Linked DNA regions of Mus musculus: regions 2, 3, 4 and 5 are each linked to region 1. The links are chromatin contacts, called in public Hi-C and HiChIP or PLAC-seq maps. All regions are on one chromosome and are shown on one strand. Each heading gives the region's core, a stretch centred on a gene start, on an enhancer-like site or on the middle of the called end of the contact. The rest is flanking DNA. Distances are from core to core; before and after follow the strand shown. Region 1 has its middle 9.1 kb from the start of Gm34371. Region 2 has its middle 110 kb from the start of Gm41516. Region 3 overlaps Arid1b (AT rich interactive domain 1B (SWI-like)). Region 4 overlaps Arid1b (AT rich interactive domain 1B (SWI-like)). Region 5 has its middle 140 kb from the start of Gm34259.

Region 1 (2,693 bases), core at 90-2,589:
GTGTGTGTTCATGTGTGTGTTTGTATGTGTGTGTGTGTTTGTATGTGTGTTTGTATGTGCTTGCATGTGCATGTGTGTTTGTATGTGCTTGTATGTGCATGTGTGGTTGTATGTACATGTGTTTATATGTGTGTGTGTTTGTATGTGCATGTGTGTTTGTGTGTGTGTGTGTGTGCTCATGCACAGGCACTTACTTTAGCATGTGTGTGGGTGTCAGAGGACAGTCTGGATAATCCCAGGTGTGGTCCTCATCTTCTTCTCTGTTGTTGCAGGATTCCTCCCACCTCTTCCTTCTGTCTCCCCACAGTAACATTGGGATAACACACAAGCACTTCCACACTTGGCTTTTCATGGATTCTGGGGATTTGAACTTAAGTCCTCATGTTTGCATACCAAGCACCTTATCTTTTGAGCCATCTTCCCAGCCAAGTGACAGCTGCCTGACAGAAAAAACAAACAAACAAACAAACAACAACAACAACAACAAGCCCCCAAAGTTCCCCCCCCAAATCCAAGAGATGTCTGGGAAAGAGTACATGACACCCTGTCCCCTGCAGAAGAGAGTGGGAAAGCTTGGTCTCCTGCCTAAGCTCCTCAGTGCTTTCTGTGGGATCGCAAGAGTCAGGAGCACAGGGCTCCTGGGGGTGGGGAGGCAGTTGACTCTGGCTGCTTGCCTGCTGTGTACCCCACTTTCTCCTCCTGAGTAGGTTTTATGCAGCCTGAGCTCCCCGGGGAGCAAGGCACTTCTCCTTCGCTCCAGTCTTGAAGTTCCAGCTCTCTGTGGGGAATAGCACCATGCAATCAGTGTGCAGACCGAACCCGAGTGTCACCAAGCAAGTATTTCACATTTCATGTTAAATCATATCCTAACACAAGTGTGAAGAAGTGGGATCAAGTGAGAAATATACATTTAAAGGGCTGAGATGGCTTTGAATGAGGGTGAAATCCAGCCATGCTCTCCCGGTCCCTTCTCGGGGCGTCTGGGAACCCCATTCTGTGTGCTGAATGTCCAGAGATGCACGAGGATCGAGAGGTGTTGAGGTGAGATGGGGCGTGCTGTCGGGATGGAAAGTGCTAGACACAGTGGCTATCAGACTCTGTGGTTTAAGGAAAGAGATTTCTCTGATTATACATAAATACCCACAGCTGAAGGAGGGCGGGGCAAGGAGGGAGGGGTGAGAAGGGCGGGGCGAGGAGGGTGGGTAAAGAGGACAGGTGTGTGTGTGTGTGTGTGTGTGTGTGTGTGTGTGTGTGTCAAGGAGAGCAGAGAGCAGGGCAGGGAGAACAGGCATCTCTAGGACAGCCCAGCATACTTGCAGGATGACTCAGTGCTGGGCACGCAAGCCACTTTTCTTAGACACTTCCTTCATGGAATCTCCTGCTTGCCCGCAGCTTATGCAGCCTCATAGAGAGGCATGGAGTTCTGGAAGGTGCTCTCCCTGCTGGCTTGTATTCTGGTTTGCTTCTGATTAGAGTGGTGTGTGTCATGTAACTTGCTGTGCACAGCTCTTGTGGAGAGGCAGGACCCTAGTGTATGCCCGCCACCCCCTTGCTCTGTGAGTTGGAGTTCTCTGCAGGATCAGGAGGCAGGCCCTGGGTGCCAGGAGAGCTAGCTCAGAGTCAGGGTGGGGATACATGACACCTTGCCTGCGAGCCCAGCACCCTGGGGACAGAAGCAGGTGGCAGCTGAGGCCAGCCTTGCAAGAGGATCCACAGGGCCCTAGGGCTGTGCTAAGAGGAGAGAGCTTATTTTTAGTTGTTGGATCTTCCCTATTTATATTTCGTAAGTGTTGGCTTGTTTATCTAAGAGGCTGTAGAGCTTAAAAGCTTATATATATATATATATATATATATATATATATATATAATAAAAATTAAAAAATGTAATTTTGCAGCAAACACTGTAAGAATAACTTTGTGAAAATAAAATGATTTTCTTTCTCTTCTTTTTCTTCCTCCTCCTCTTCCCCCTCTTCCTCTTTCTCTTCTTCCTCCTACTTCTCCTCCTCTCTCTCCTTCTCCTCTTTCTCCTCTTCCTCCTCTTCCTCTTCTTTTTCCTTCTCTTTTTCTTTTTTTAAGAACAGGGTCTCATTTTTTTTTAATGTTCCAGGCTAGCCATGAACTCACTGTGCAGCTGAGGAAGATCTTGCTGTCCTCTTTCCTCCTTGAGGCCTGAGATTACCAGGGCATACCTCCATGCCTGGTTTATAGAGTGCCAGGGATAGAACACAGGGCATTCTACAGGCTAGGCAAGCACTCTATCCACTGAGCTATGCCCAGCCAATCATTTCAATCACTGTTTCTCTTTGGGGCTCTCTGTATGCTGTATGTGCCCAACTACTATACCATCCCAGTGGTACTGTCCTGATGGGTGGACAGTCGCCCGGACAACATCAGGGATGTCCTTTCTCGTCACTCATTCTGAGTCTTCATGGATGGGAGGGAACAGAAATTGCTGTATACTATAGGGGCCAATCAGGCAGCTACAAACACTTGGCACCTTCACAGGAATTTCACAGCATTCTGGAGTCTGGCAGGCTGAGGTCAAAGTGTTGGCAGGGTTGCTTTTAGTCCTTTGCTTGTAGATAGACTGTGTCCTCACGTGGCCTCTTTTCTGTGTGTCTGTGTTACAACCTTTTCTTATAACAGCTTTGGCCACATGTACAGGATTAGAGCCCACCCTGGGGGCCTCG
Region 2 (2,693 bases), core at 86-2,585, 490 kb after region 1:
GAGAGAGAGAGAGATTGGCTTGTGTAGAGAGGGTTAAGCAGAGTGAGGGGGAACAGAGGAATGCTGTCACTCTCTTCTACCTAGGGAAGTAGCACTTCTCTTGCACATGGGGGAACAGTGTTCCCAGCATGCTAGTAAATGAACTCATGGGTGGGAAGCCCTTGGATCTCCTTAGAAGTAAGTGACTTAAAAAAACAACCAAAACCAGCCATTTGTATTACCCTTGTAGGTGATATGGTTTCAAATGGACAGAGAGCACAGTTTGTCTTCTGTTCAAATTGGCAATCCCTTCATGCCATTCTGGGAATTAGTTCAGAACTGCCTGCAGGAAACATAAATCACCTTTCATGCCCGCACCATTTCCTAGCAGGCCTGTATTTTCCCAGGAGGTTCTTTCTCTGTAGTAGATAAAAGTTTGCCTGTATTTCATGTGTTCTCACTTCATTGTGCTCCTCAGCAGATACCAGGCTGTGTCCATCATCCCAGGCAATGTTCCAGACACTTAAATCCAAGGTGGTCCCCTCTAAACCCCACTTCTTCCACTGAGTACCTCTGTCACTTTTATTGTTATCAGGGGGCATATTCTCCTTCTCAGTGGAAGGAGAGGCACGTTTGTGAATATGTGACAATAACCCGCATGCAGCTCTCTGATTATAAATATCAAGTGTTATGAAAGTCCCATCAGTGCTCTGATCAAAGGCACAGGGACTCACTGCTGAAGCAGCAGGTGACGGGGCACAACCGGAACAAAGGAAAATGCTGAGTAGACACGGGTTCCCAGGAAATTTACATTAAAGACTTTTGTCTGCTGCATTTTCAGCTGAGCTTATGAAAGGACTGAACCAAAAGCAGGCAAAGCCATTGATGTTACAATGGTACCTGATAATTAACAATAAGTTCAAGATCTACTGATCGCTAACATTCCCCATGTTTAGCTGCTAATGCAGACAACAGTAAGTGCTGGCTATAATAATCACCTTTGGCCATGGAGGGTGACAATAAACTCCTCCCATTATTTCCGTTGACCACATCCCTCAGGAAGATATTGTGCTACGTGCTGGGAGAGGTGCAGATCACAGAAAGAAATACAGAAGCTAATGTAGAGTATTTGCCTAAGCAGTAAAATCTTCTTTCCTTTATCGGAATAATAATATTAGTTTTTCTCAGTGCTGTAGCAAAAAAGAAAAAAGAAAAGTAAAGAAAAACCCCAATCCTCTTCAGAGAGAGGGGGGGTGGGCAATTTAGAAGGCATCATGCTGGAAGCCGTGGTAGCTAGAGCTGATTGGTCTGTAGTGGTTGGAGGTTTAACAGCTGGCCACATGACCGCAGTGGACAGAAACTGGAGATGAGATGGAAACAGGGTGGAGCTATTGCCCTCAAGGCTTGGCACTTGGGAGCCTGCTTCTATAACCCAGGCTTCAACTTCTAAAGATTTCACAGCCTTCCCAAAATGACACCAGCAGCTGGGAGCCAAGTGCTCAAACACAGGAGCTAGTGGGAGCCTGTGGCAGACATGGGAGACATCACACCCAAACCACACACAGGAGAGTAACTAGTTCTGTTCTGAGACCCACTGGCTGCTCAGATAGGCTACAACCATTATTGTCTTCTACAAAGCAAGGAGGCAGATATAGTTAGTCATGGGCAATACTGTCTTCCACTTAAAAGGTCATGGATTATGTTGGTATAGAATGATAAATCTAAGAGAAAGAAAAAAAATGAATTTGTCTCTCACAAGCACCTCCATAGAGAGCAAAATTCATTAGGGACAGTTTTCTATCAGTCCAAATCTAGAAGTTTCTGTGACCAGCAAGGGTCACTTTGTCATGACTTCCTGACATGGACTCTGAGGACAGAGGTAGTATCAGACTGAAATGAGATGAAACAAAGCTCACTGCAGTGCCTTGGGAAGGTTTGAGCGATGGGTGGGGCTCAAGGAAGCTTGGGCAGCATGGTGGAGGCCAGGATGCCTTTCCCCACATCTCTCTGTGTGCCTGACATCCTCAGCAGCAGCTCTGCTTCCTTCTAGAGCTGTCTCATCCTGGCTGGCCTCTTCCTTTGTGCTGAACCCAGAGTCCTGGTATTAATGATAGCCCAATTGCCAACCTGAGCCTTCTGGTTCCAGAAGCAACACTAATGTCTATTGAGCATGCCTGAGTTGACTGCTTGTTCCTCTTCTGACTTTGGGGTTCAGCTGTCCCTGGGAACCACACACCAAGTTCCACATGGCTGGTTTCAGTGCCTCACTAACACAGTGTAATACTGCCTCACGACTGTCAACCTAAAGTCAGGATTGGTCAACAAGCCAGTGCTTGAGCATGGTTCCAAGGCATGGGTGTCATAAGCCTGTGCCTGGGAACCAGCCAGAGATTAGCTATCTGCTACTACCTAGTGCATCTGTGTGACAGACACAAGTTTCTCTACTTCCCCTAGCTCTTTTGCAAAAAATAAAATAAAAAATAAAAATAATATCTATGTGCTATCACTGGTGAAATATGAGATCAGATACACATAAAAAAAGGTTCAGCATGGTTCTTGGCACAGAATTAGTTTTCCATAACAGATGGGCAGCCAGAGCCACCCCTTCTGGCTGCTTTCCACAGATTCTGTAGTTGCCATCCCTTTCCGTTTCTTTAAGCTGCCGACACCTGCCATGTTTTGCATGTGATACTTAGGTCAGGCCCTGCTAATCC
Region 3 (2,693 bases), core at 62-2,561, 350 kb before region 1:
AAAAAGCCTATAAAATGTTACAAGCAAAACAGGAGAAGCCCGTGTTAATAATGCATAAACCAAAAGAGAGGGGGAAGCTACCCATTTAACGGAATAATGCTTTTATCCTTGCAGTTAAAACGAAATAAACCATGACTATTAATCTAGTAAGACCATGTAAAAATGTAATTTTTAAACATTTACTAAAAGGGTAGACTTCAGTAACAGCTCTAAAAAGCAAGGCCTTGTGTACAGCAGCGTTTAAATGCTAAGCACCAATCTCCTGTCTGCCTAGGCCATTACCCACCCTGTCACCATGGCAACGCTAACAGTATGCCTGACTTCAAAGACAAAGATGTAATTTCAGACTTCCAGCAGCCAGAGGGAGTGGTAAGAATATTCTACCCAGGCAGTGTCAGCTGATGATAAATTATAAAAATACCCAGGAACGTTATGAAGCGGACTGTACCACGGTCTCATATTCCTGGGGGAAGACTTGCCTTAGTCAAGCAACACCAGGGGATGCTGGGAGTAAAACCAAAAGTAAACAGGAAGGAACCTCAATAGCATGACACAGACTTCTTGCTTCTTCCTTGCTCCCAGGAGAAAATGCAAATAGTTTCTTCCACCATGGTTTTCTCAGACAGAGTAGGAGTGACTAAGGGTCTGCATGTTTGTTCAGAGGACTTGCAAAACCACCCCCATGACTGCTAAACTGAATGCTTATGACTGTTTCACAGGAGCTGGGCCCACGTCCTCCTGCACTGAGCTTGGAAGGACACCTGCCTGCCGCCCCCCCCCCCCCGCCCCGCCCCGGCTTTTCTTACAACCACCAATCACAGATGTGTAAGTTGTGAGCTTCTTAAAAACACTGCAAATGAGTAAGGCTGCCCAGCAGTAACACAGCTGATCAAGATCTCAGAGTTGAAAACTCACCAAGTTCTGGACAAGTGTGGTTGTGGAAATTCAGGAGACTCTTGCTGGAGTTAATGTCATCCTGAAAAGTTTTATATATATGATTTTCTTCTACTTGAAGTTAGGAACAAGATAATGAAGGTAGGCCACAAACAAAGACAGATCAATTATTATATTACTGTCTGCAGGAATAAACACAATGTAGCGTGAACTCACTTTCTGCTGACTAGTTATAAGCCTAAGAGTTAGTTTCTTATAGAAGCAGGAACGGCAGAGTCACCCCTTTCATGGACCTGAGAGGCAGCCCAAGCTTCCTACCCAGGAGAAGGAGAGACAGTTTCACATCAGGGCTGCTGTCCTTTGTCCCTGCTGGCTCCTTGGCAGGCACCCAGACCCTCTCTTTACAGGGTCAAGAGCTGTGACTAAAGTCTACCTGGAGGCCCAAGCTGCTTCCCCTGACCTCTCCTGGGGTGGAGACAGAGGAGTCAGGCCAGCAAGTCCCTCCTCAGGAAGTGCTGGACAGACAGACAGACAGACAGGCCTCCTGTTCTCAGAAGCTCACACCTGACAGTGAGCCCGAGTCTAGAGGTTCATGAGAGACTGAATTCACATCTCACCAGTGGGTGACATGCACCAGACGGTGGCCGCAAGTCACCAGAACAGGGCCAGCACCCAAAGTCCCAGCCATCACATTCCCCCCCAATTTCATAACTAATGGAAAAGCCAATTTCTCCCATGAAAACACAAACCCGAAGTTTCAAATGACAAAGGAAAACGTCACCTGCACACCTATCTCAAAAGAAAAAGATTATAAAACTACTTGCAATTTAGCTATGTTATTAAGTTTTATATTGAGTTTTTATTCTGCTACATGCTTATGATTAAGGGAACTATTTTAAAAGTTTCCATGAAATATAAAAATGGGCTCAATAAACCACTCCTTTGAACACAATTGCTAGATTTATAATTTTGACAGTTAAACAAGTCAATCGAGTTCTAGAAAACCCTTCAACTGTCCATCACGTGGGCGGGACTTCAACTGTCCATCACGTGGGCGGGACTTCAACTGTCCATCACGTGGGCGGGACTTAAGGCCTCACTCAGGACCCTGTCCACTCACGTGGGCCGGAAGGTCTCATTCAAGACCCCTATAAGCTTCCAAATAATATGGGATCACGGCTCTTACTGCACAGAACAGGCCTCTATTTCCATATCAGTTTCATTATTTTCTCAGGATCATTTTATGTTTCTTTATAGAACATTTCCTTCTACAAAATCATAGAAGGTGAAGTTCCCTAAGATATAACGAATTTTGCCTTTATATTAAAAATTATATAACCTTGAATTTCTCTCTTTACCATGGTAGCTGGGACGCAGCCTTAAACTGGACCTCCATTTGCGGTCACATCATTATCCGGGCTCGTTTGTTTTTCCATCCTACCCCACCCCCAACAAATTGTAATGTCTTAGAACAGCTTTTCTTTACATAGGAATGTGTGACTTTAGGTCAACTCAAGTCCTTCCAGAAGCACAGCCTGAATACAAACCTCACAGGAGACCCGGTCCTTTGTCACAGCAAGCTTCTTGCCATTAAAGGTGCCCACTGATCCATACAAAATAAACACATTTCTTTCTAATTCTCAAGCAAAAAGCAGTAACGGACAGCTGCAAGAAAATTCACCCAAGCCGCTTTCATACACTTCCATAGAGAAAAAGACTTTGAGCATTAGGTTAGAGCGTCGGATCGCACTTTGTATTAAATACAGCATCTGGAGGGTGAAATGTCTTTATGGTACCTT
Region 4 (2,693 bases), core at 122-2,621, 330 kb before region 1:
TCCCTGGCAGTCAGCACGGCCTAATCTGTGAGCCCCAGATTCCAGTAAGAGAAACATTACAAAAATTATGAGGCCAGCTGGTGAGAAAGGATGTGGAGGTTGCCCTCGAACCAGCCAGGCCAGCCTACTATGAAAGAGATTCTCAGATGAGGTAGACTGTGTTCCTGAGTAAGACTGAGGAACTGAAGGAAACTAGACAGAGGACCAAGAAGAAGAAGCAAGAGAAAAAGTCTTGTACTGCTGGGTCTCCTCACACCAAAATCTCTCCAAATTAAGACACAAAACAGATCCTGGTGAGTGTTTACCAGGCGTGTGATAATAACTGGGCCCTTTAAAGGAATGTTGGAAGGGAGCCTGTGAAGGCTGGCCTGTAGGCTCCTCCCTCACTGTGGCTTGTGTGTTAAGGGTGCAAGAGACATTGGGCATGTAGCATACACCTTCAATTTCAGCATCCAAGAGGCAGAGGCAGGGGGGCTCTGCTGACTTAAGAGACCATGCTACACAATGTGTTCGAAAGCAGCCAAGGCTGAACAAGAAGGAGGAGGATTAGAAAGAGGAGGAGAAGGGGGAGGGGAGGGAAGAGGGGGTAAGGGGAGGGGGAGGGAGAGAGAGGGGGGAAGATGATGAGGAGGAGGAGAAAAGAAAAGAATGTGAGAGGGTTTTTTAAAAAAAAAAATCACACTGAAGAGAACTTGGATCCAGGCACCCTCATCTTTACTGATCTGTGGAAGCTAGGCCATATACATCACTTGTAAGAATTAACAGAAAGTCTAGCTTGCTTAAGGATTGTTTTCTCTCTCTCTCTCTCTCTCTCTCTCTCTCTCTCTCTCTCTCTCTCTCTCTGTCTCTGTCTCTCTGTGTGTGTGTGTGTGTGTTCATATTCTGTCTAAGGGTTCCTATAGTTAAAAGAACTAAATTTCTACTTGGGTAAAAGGAGAAATGTCTAGCAATGTGAGATTTACCATGAATTACATTTAATTAAATATGAGAATCACTGTTGTGAAGCAAGGATATATCCAACATACTTGGCAACTAGTAAAATAGTCAAGTCCAGAGTCCTGAGGTCCTTGCTACATCAGAACTGTCAGAATTCCCATCCTGTGGTCCGGGAATTTAACAAGTTACTTCAAAATCTAGGGTAGTCTACAGTGGTTCCCAAGGAGGGTTCTCACTGGGGAATTTTACAGATAGGAAAATTATTAGGTCATGCCCCAAATTATTGAATCAGAACCTCCAAGAGTGGGTGTCCAACAATCTGTGCTCTAAACACCAGATCTGGAAGCAAAGGGAAAGACTGTCACCGATGGCCTCTAGGCTTGACCATCTGCCCATCTCTGGAGCACAATGTGTCTCCACAGTATAAATAGCAATGAGAGAGACGGGGAGCCCATTAGATTAAAGCACAGCTGCAGTCAATCCGAACTCCAGGCATTGCCTCAGTGTGGCGTCCCAGTGTTACAGGAACAGATTACCGTACCGGAACTGTGTTCCATGACTGGAAGGCACCAGTTAGCTGTGTACAGGAGAGGCTCTCAAACTTGGATGTACACTCTGATTTCTAGTAGAGCTAAAGACTGACACTAAAGTCCTCCACAGACTACAGCTGGGATAGAGAACTTGCTAAGTAAATCCCCCGCTGTCAACAGTTCTCATGTCAATGGCCCTTCCCTCCCTCTGCGTTTTATGAATCCTTACTGTCGCCTGTCCAACGGACTCTCTGCCTCCTACTGCTTTCACCAAGTTAATCCAGAGAATGAACAGAGTCCCCACCTCATACTCCAAGTTTTGGGGGAAAATCAGTCTGCAAATGAGTTAGTCCTGTTGTTATCCCCTTTAGTATGTGTGGTGGTTGTGGTGGTGGGGACCATAACCTACACTAGGAAAGCCCAGTAATGGTGCTGTTGTGAGCATTTATGAATTTGCTTCAACTGAAACAATACATGCACAGCTTGCTACTCTACAGAACTGTCTTTCATCAAAATGACTGAGAAGGAAGAACTTTTAGTTTGTTCGTTACTTTTCTGTGTGCGGTGTTTTGCCTACATACATGCTTGTCTGTTTTGCCTGGTAGCCATGGAGGCCAGCAGAGAGAGGGCAATGGGTCTCTATAATGAGTTATAGCCTCAAAGAGGGTACTGGGATCCTGAAACTGGAACTACTGAATCAGTCACTTATTTGTCTCTAAATTGAGTCTCCTTTTCAAACTCTAACATACTAAAATGAGCACTTTAAATTCAAATGAAAACTGCTAAAAGTAGTGAAAAGAAAAATGGGGGAACCCCAATTTTCTCGCCTCAGCATATAAGCATCAAGAGAAGAGAAGGCCATAAAATACAAGGGCTTTGATGACTGTGCCCCTCCTCAGGCTCTCCCCACTTTTCCAACAGACCCAGCACTCTACAAAGCAGATGCTCATGGGAGGCCTGGGAGACACTCCAGCCCAGAGCACACTCCAGTGCTCCAGCCTACAGAGTCCAGGCAGGAACCCACCCTCTCCCACCTTTCTGAAGGAAATTAAGTGTTCAAGCAGACATTACTATGTCATTACTCAGTCTCTGATTGGATTTCCCTTTTGATCCTCATTCTAAAAAGAAATAAAATCTTTTGAAAATGTTAAACATGGAAATACAGTATTATCAAATTATAATCCAGTACACTCCAAAATGTAGAGGTTAACTACTAACTTTGACAAT
Region 5 (2,693 bases), core at 129-2,628, 310 kb after region 1:
ACATCAGTCATATATTATGCAATTAGAGCCTGCTTTGACATAGGATTCTGTTCGCAAGACTGGCCCTGGCTATCTGGGGTTGGCATATACTGACCACAGTGCCTCTACAGTGGCCTGCACTGGGAGAGTGCTCAGATTTCTTCAGTCCAGTCATAGGCTCCAAACAGTTGATTTTGGGGGACTGGTTATGGGCTAAAATGATTCCCTCTGTGTCCAAGAGAGAAAAAAATGAGTAAATACTGAAGACAGTCTATAGCTACAGCTCTGACAGATAGGATGAGGTGGGTTAACTATCTGCATGGTCAGCTTAGAAAAGTGAGGCCCACCAGAGGGGGCTTCACTTATGCTGAGAACAGCAGGATCTGAGCACTTCTCTTAGCAATGTTCTTTGTTTTCTTGTGCTTTTCTTAGGACAAAGTAAGATCAGTTAGGTTCCTGATTATGATGTAAAACTTTTCCAGGGGGTAGCTCGGTGGGCACTGCCCAGATACGGCTCCAGGCAGCCTCATTCTTTTAATGGTGTTCACTATTTAGAGAATTAGGCAATCAATACTTTTCCTCACATGACAATAAGCTGTAGACTGTGAGATGAGGCATGGTGGTACTTTATTAAGTGGATAATCATGGAGAGTTATGTAACTCATCTATTTTTCTTTTTACCTTGGGTTCTTGGAAATCTAGAGATCAATTTTATTACTCAATAATATTTCAAAAATCACACTTAAACTAGGTTTTTGGTACATTTACTGCTCTTACTGAGATTCATGAATAAATTGATACAGTCAATAGATAGTGCTATTTTCTGGCCACAGTAGGATGCTCATTGTTTAAATTTAAGGACCTTTTCTCCCTTAAAGAAAACCAGTTTGAGTTATATTTGCAGTGTGACGTATGCAGCTCTTTTACCTATAGCCTCCAAGGAGGGAAGAGTGTGCCAAGAGCACGGTGGGCAACACCATTCATTCCCTAGGCAAAGGGTTTGCAGTGTATGAGTGGAGACATCAAGCTAACCACAAGCAAGCAGGCATGAATCCATTTCTTCACGCTCTTGACCATGAATGTGACTTGATCAACTGTCTCAAGCTCTCGCTGCCATGATTTCCCTGCCGTGACTGACACTTGGGATTGTAAGATGAAATGAACCCTTTCTCTGTGAAGTTCCCTTTTGTCAGGGCATTTTACCATGTCAATAGACATCAAAGTCGGGGAGCAGGTGACCTAATATGATTTGTGATTTTATTGTTATTACTACACAGGGCTATATAATGCCTTTGACATGCATGTTTGTAATCAACTTTGAACATATTTCCCTTTATGCTCCCTTTCTCTCCCTCCTCCTCCCTCGTCCCATGAGCCCCTTTTGAGTCCAGTTTCACTTTTACTTTCAAGTCATCTGTGCAGTTTTATGTATCATGTCAATACATGATTTATATCTGTAAAGTCCAGGACTCCAAAAATGAGAGATAACATGTGGCATTTGACTTTCTGGGGTGACTTAATCTGCCTAATATGATTATCTTCCATTGTATCCATTTTCCTCGAAAAGGATAGGACTCCACTCTTCTTCACGGTGAGAAAAACTGCATCGCAGGATAGTGGTTTTTGATGACAGCCTCTAGGGAACATGTAAATGTAGATGGTGTGGTATCCAGTAGATGAGTGATACCGGAAGAGGAAGGGCAGCCATGCTTGATCATGGAGCATAGTGTAGCAGCCAGGATCCTTCAAGACTGGGGACGGTAAGTCAGGCACCACAATCACAGTCAGAAGTGCAAGCTGAAACAAGGAGGCCAGGATTTGCTCAGCAGAAGCACTGCTAGAGACTGTCTTAGGCAACATCCTGTTGTGGGACCTCCAGGACCCTGTGCATAAATGAGGTAGTGAGACTCACTAGGTGAAGAGTCCAAGAGGGCAGGAGGCTCTGCATCAGATGGCTATAGGTGTCCGTGTTATAGAATTGCTTATTTGCTTATTTGCCTGTCTTTCCTTACTTGATTTCCTTGATAATGTTATCTTCCTAACAGCCAAGTAAGGCATAGCATCACTTGGATGACAACCATACACATGGGAACTCATCATTATTTTCCCATTTTTGTTTCCCAAGTGTCTTCTTGAGCTTACACAGCCATGTGATGTGCCCACAGTGAAGTCCTGGTCTTTGAAATGAGAGAGCCAGACAAGGTGATGTGTAAAAATATTTCTGTGCCCTTCAGTCCTATAATTCCATTGTTCCACTAATCTAGAGTGCCAGAAATAGACAAAACCCAGCTAAGGGAAAGTGTCAGTCAGCGTGGGCTGCTCTAACAGAATACCGTAGCTTGTAGCTTCAACAGGAAACACTCATTCCTCACTCAGTAGACTAAAAGCCAGTGGCAAGGAGTTAATAGACCAGGCACATACCGACGTCTCCCTTCCTAGTGTGTAGACATCTTCACGTGAACCCACAAAACCTCGAGAAAGACCCTGCCTCTCTCTGGTTTTTCTTATGAGGACACTGATTTACACTGATGGCTTCACGGGCCTCACTGCAAATGCCACCATACAGGGAGCTGGCAATCCTGTCTAGGAAAGAGAATAAGAAAACCAAAGCAGAATGAGGTCAATGTGAAGGGGTAGGGAATAGATTATTTGTACATTTTTGACCTTAGGCATGGTGTGCAACCAATCACCTTACACCGTATTTTCCAGACTTG

The links. HiChIP or PLAC-seq counts read pairs in DNA pulled down with a chosen protein or histone mark. A called contact is a pair of places that touch in the nucleus more often than the background predicts.
Region 2: a contact with region 1 is called in a Hi-C map of myocytes, with 3 times the contacts expected there. The contact joins two enhancer-like sites. A contact is called at or near these places in 1 of 15 datasets of contacts at CTCF or cohesin (large pre-B cells) and 3 of 484 Hi-C or Micro-C datasets (B cells, large pre-B cells and myocytes).
Region 3: a FOXA1 HiChIP or PLAC-seq map of pancreatic cancer cells shows a contact between it and region 1. The contact joins two enhancer-like sites. A contact is called at or near these places in 1 of 484 Hi-C or Micro-C datasets (psoas muscle) and 1 of 115 datasets of contacts at active chromatin or transcription factors (pancreatic cancer cells).
Region 4: an H3K27ac HiChIP or PLAC-seq map of heart atrium shows a contact between it and region 1, with 4 times the contacts expected there. The contact joins two enhancer-like sites. A contact is called at or near these places in 1 of 484 Hi-C or Micro-C datasets (the HL-1 cell line) and 1 of 115 datasets of contacts at active chromatin or transcription factors (heart atrium).
Region 5: a contact with region 1 is called in a RAD21 HiChIP or PLAC-seq map of pro-B cells, with 4 times the contacts expected there. The contact joins two enhancer-like sites. A contact is called at or near these places in 1 of 15 datasets of contacts at CTCF or cohesin (pro-B cells) and 1 of 484 Hi-C or Micro-C datasets (cumulus cells).

What each region holds. Positions count from the first base shown.
Region 1 is chr17:4,784,312-4,787,004 of GRCm38.p6, reverse strand. No RefSeq gene overlaps it. Among named protein-coding and RNA genes, the nearest start is that of Gm34371, 9.1 kb to the left of the region's middle. Within about 2 kb of position 1,339, at least 76 of the 459 cell types and tissues checked have an H3K27ac peak or open chromatin away from gene starts, as enhancers often do. A contact at or near this core is called in heart atrium, myocytes, pancreatic cancer cells and 1 more, where this site is marked.
Region 2 is chr17:4,296,928-4,299,620 of GRCm38.p6, reverse strand. No RefSeq gene overlaps it. Among named protein-coding and RNA genes, the nearest start is that of Gm41516, 110 kb to the right of the region's middle. Within about 2 kb of position 1,335, at least 21 of the 459 cell types and tissues checked have an H3K27ac peak or open chromatin away from gene starts, as enhancers often do. A contact at or near this core is called in myocytes, where this site is marked.
Region 3 is chr17:5,136,734-5,139,426 of GRCm38.p6, reverse strand. All of the region lies in intron 4 of Arid1b (AT rich interactive domain 1B (SWI-like)), which reads right to left. Among named protein-coding and RNA genes, the nearest start is that of Gm34854, 86 kb to the left of the region's middle. Within about 2 kb of position 1,311, at least 239 of the 459 cell types and tissues checked have an H3K27ac peak or open chromatin away from gene starts, as enhancers often do. A contact at or near this core is called in pancreatic cancer cells, where this site is marked.
Region 4 is chr17:5,114,864-5,117,556 of GRCm38.p6, reverse strand. All of the region lies in intron 3 of Arid1b (AT rich interactive domain 1B (SWI-like)), which reads right to left. Among named protein-coding and RNA genes, the nearest start is that of Gm34854, 110 kb to the left of the region's middle. Within about 2 kb of position 1,371, at least 18 of the 459 cell types and tissues checked have an H3K27ac peak or open chromatin away from gene starts, as enhancers often do. A contact at or near this core is called in heart atrium, where this site is marked.
Region 5 is chr17:4,475,011-4,477,703 of GRCm38.p6, reverse strand. No RefSeq gene overlaps it. Among named protein-coding and RNA genes, the nearest start is that of Gm34259, 140 kb to the left of the region's middle. Within about 2 kb of position 1,378, at least 12 of the 459 cell types and tissues checked have an H3K27ac peak or open chromatin away from gene starts, as enhancers often do. A contact at or near this core is called in pro-B cells, where this site is marked.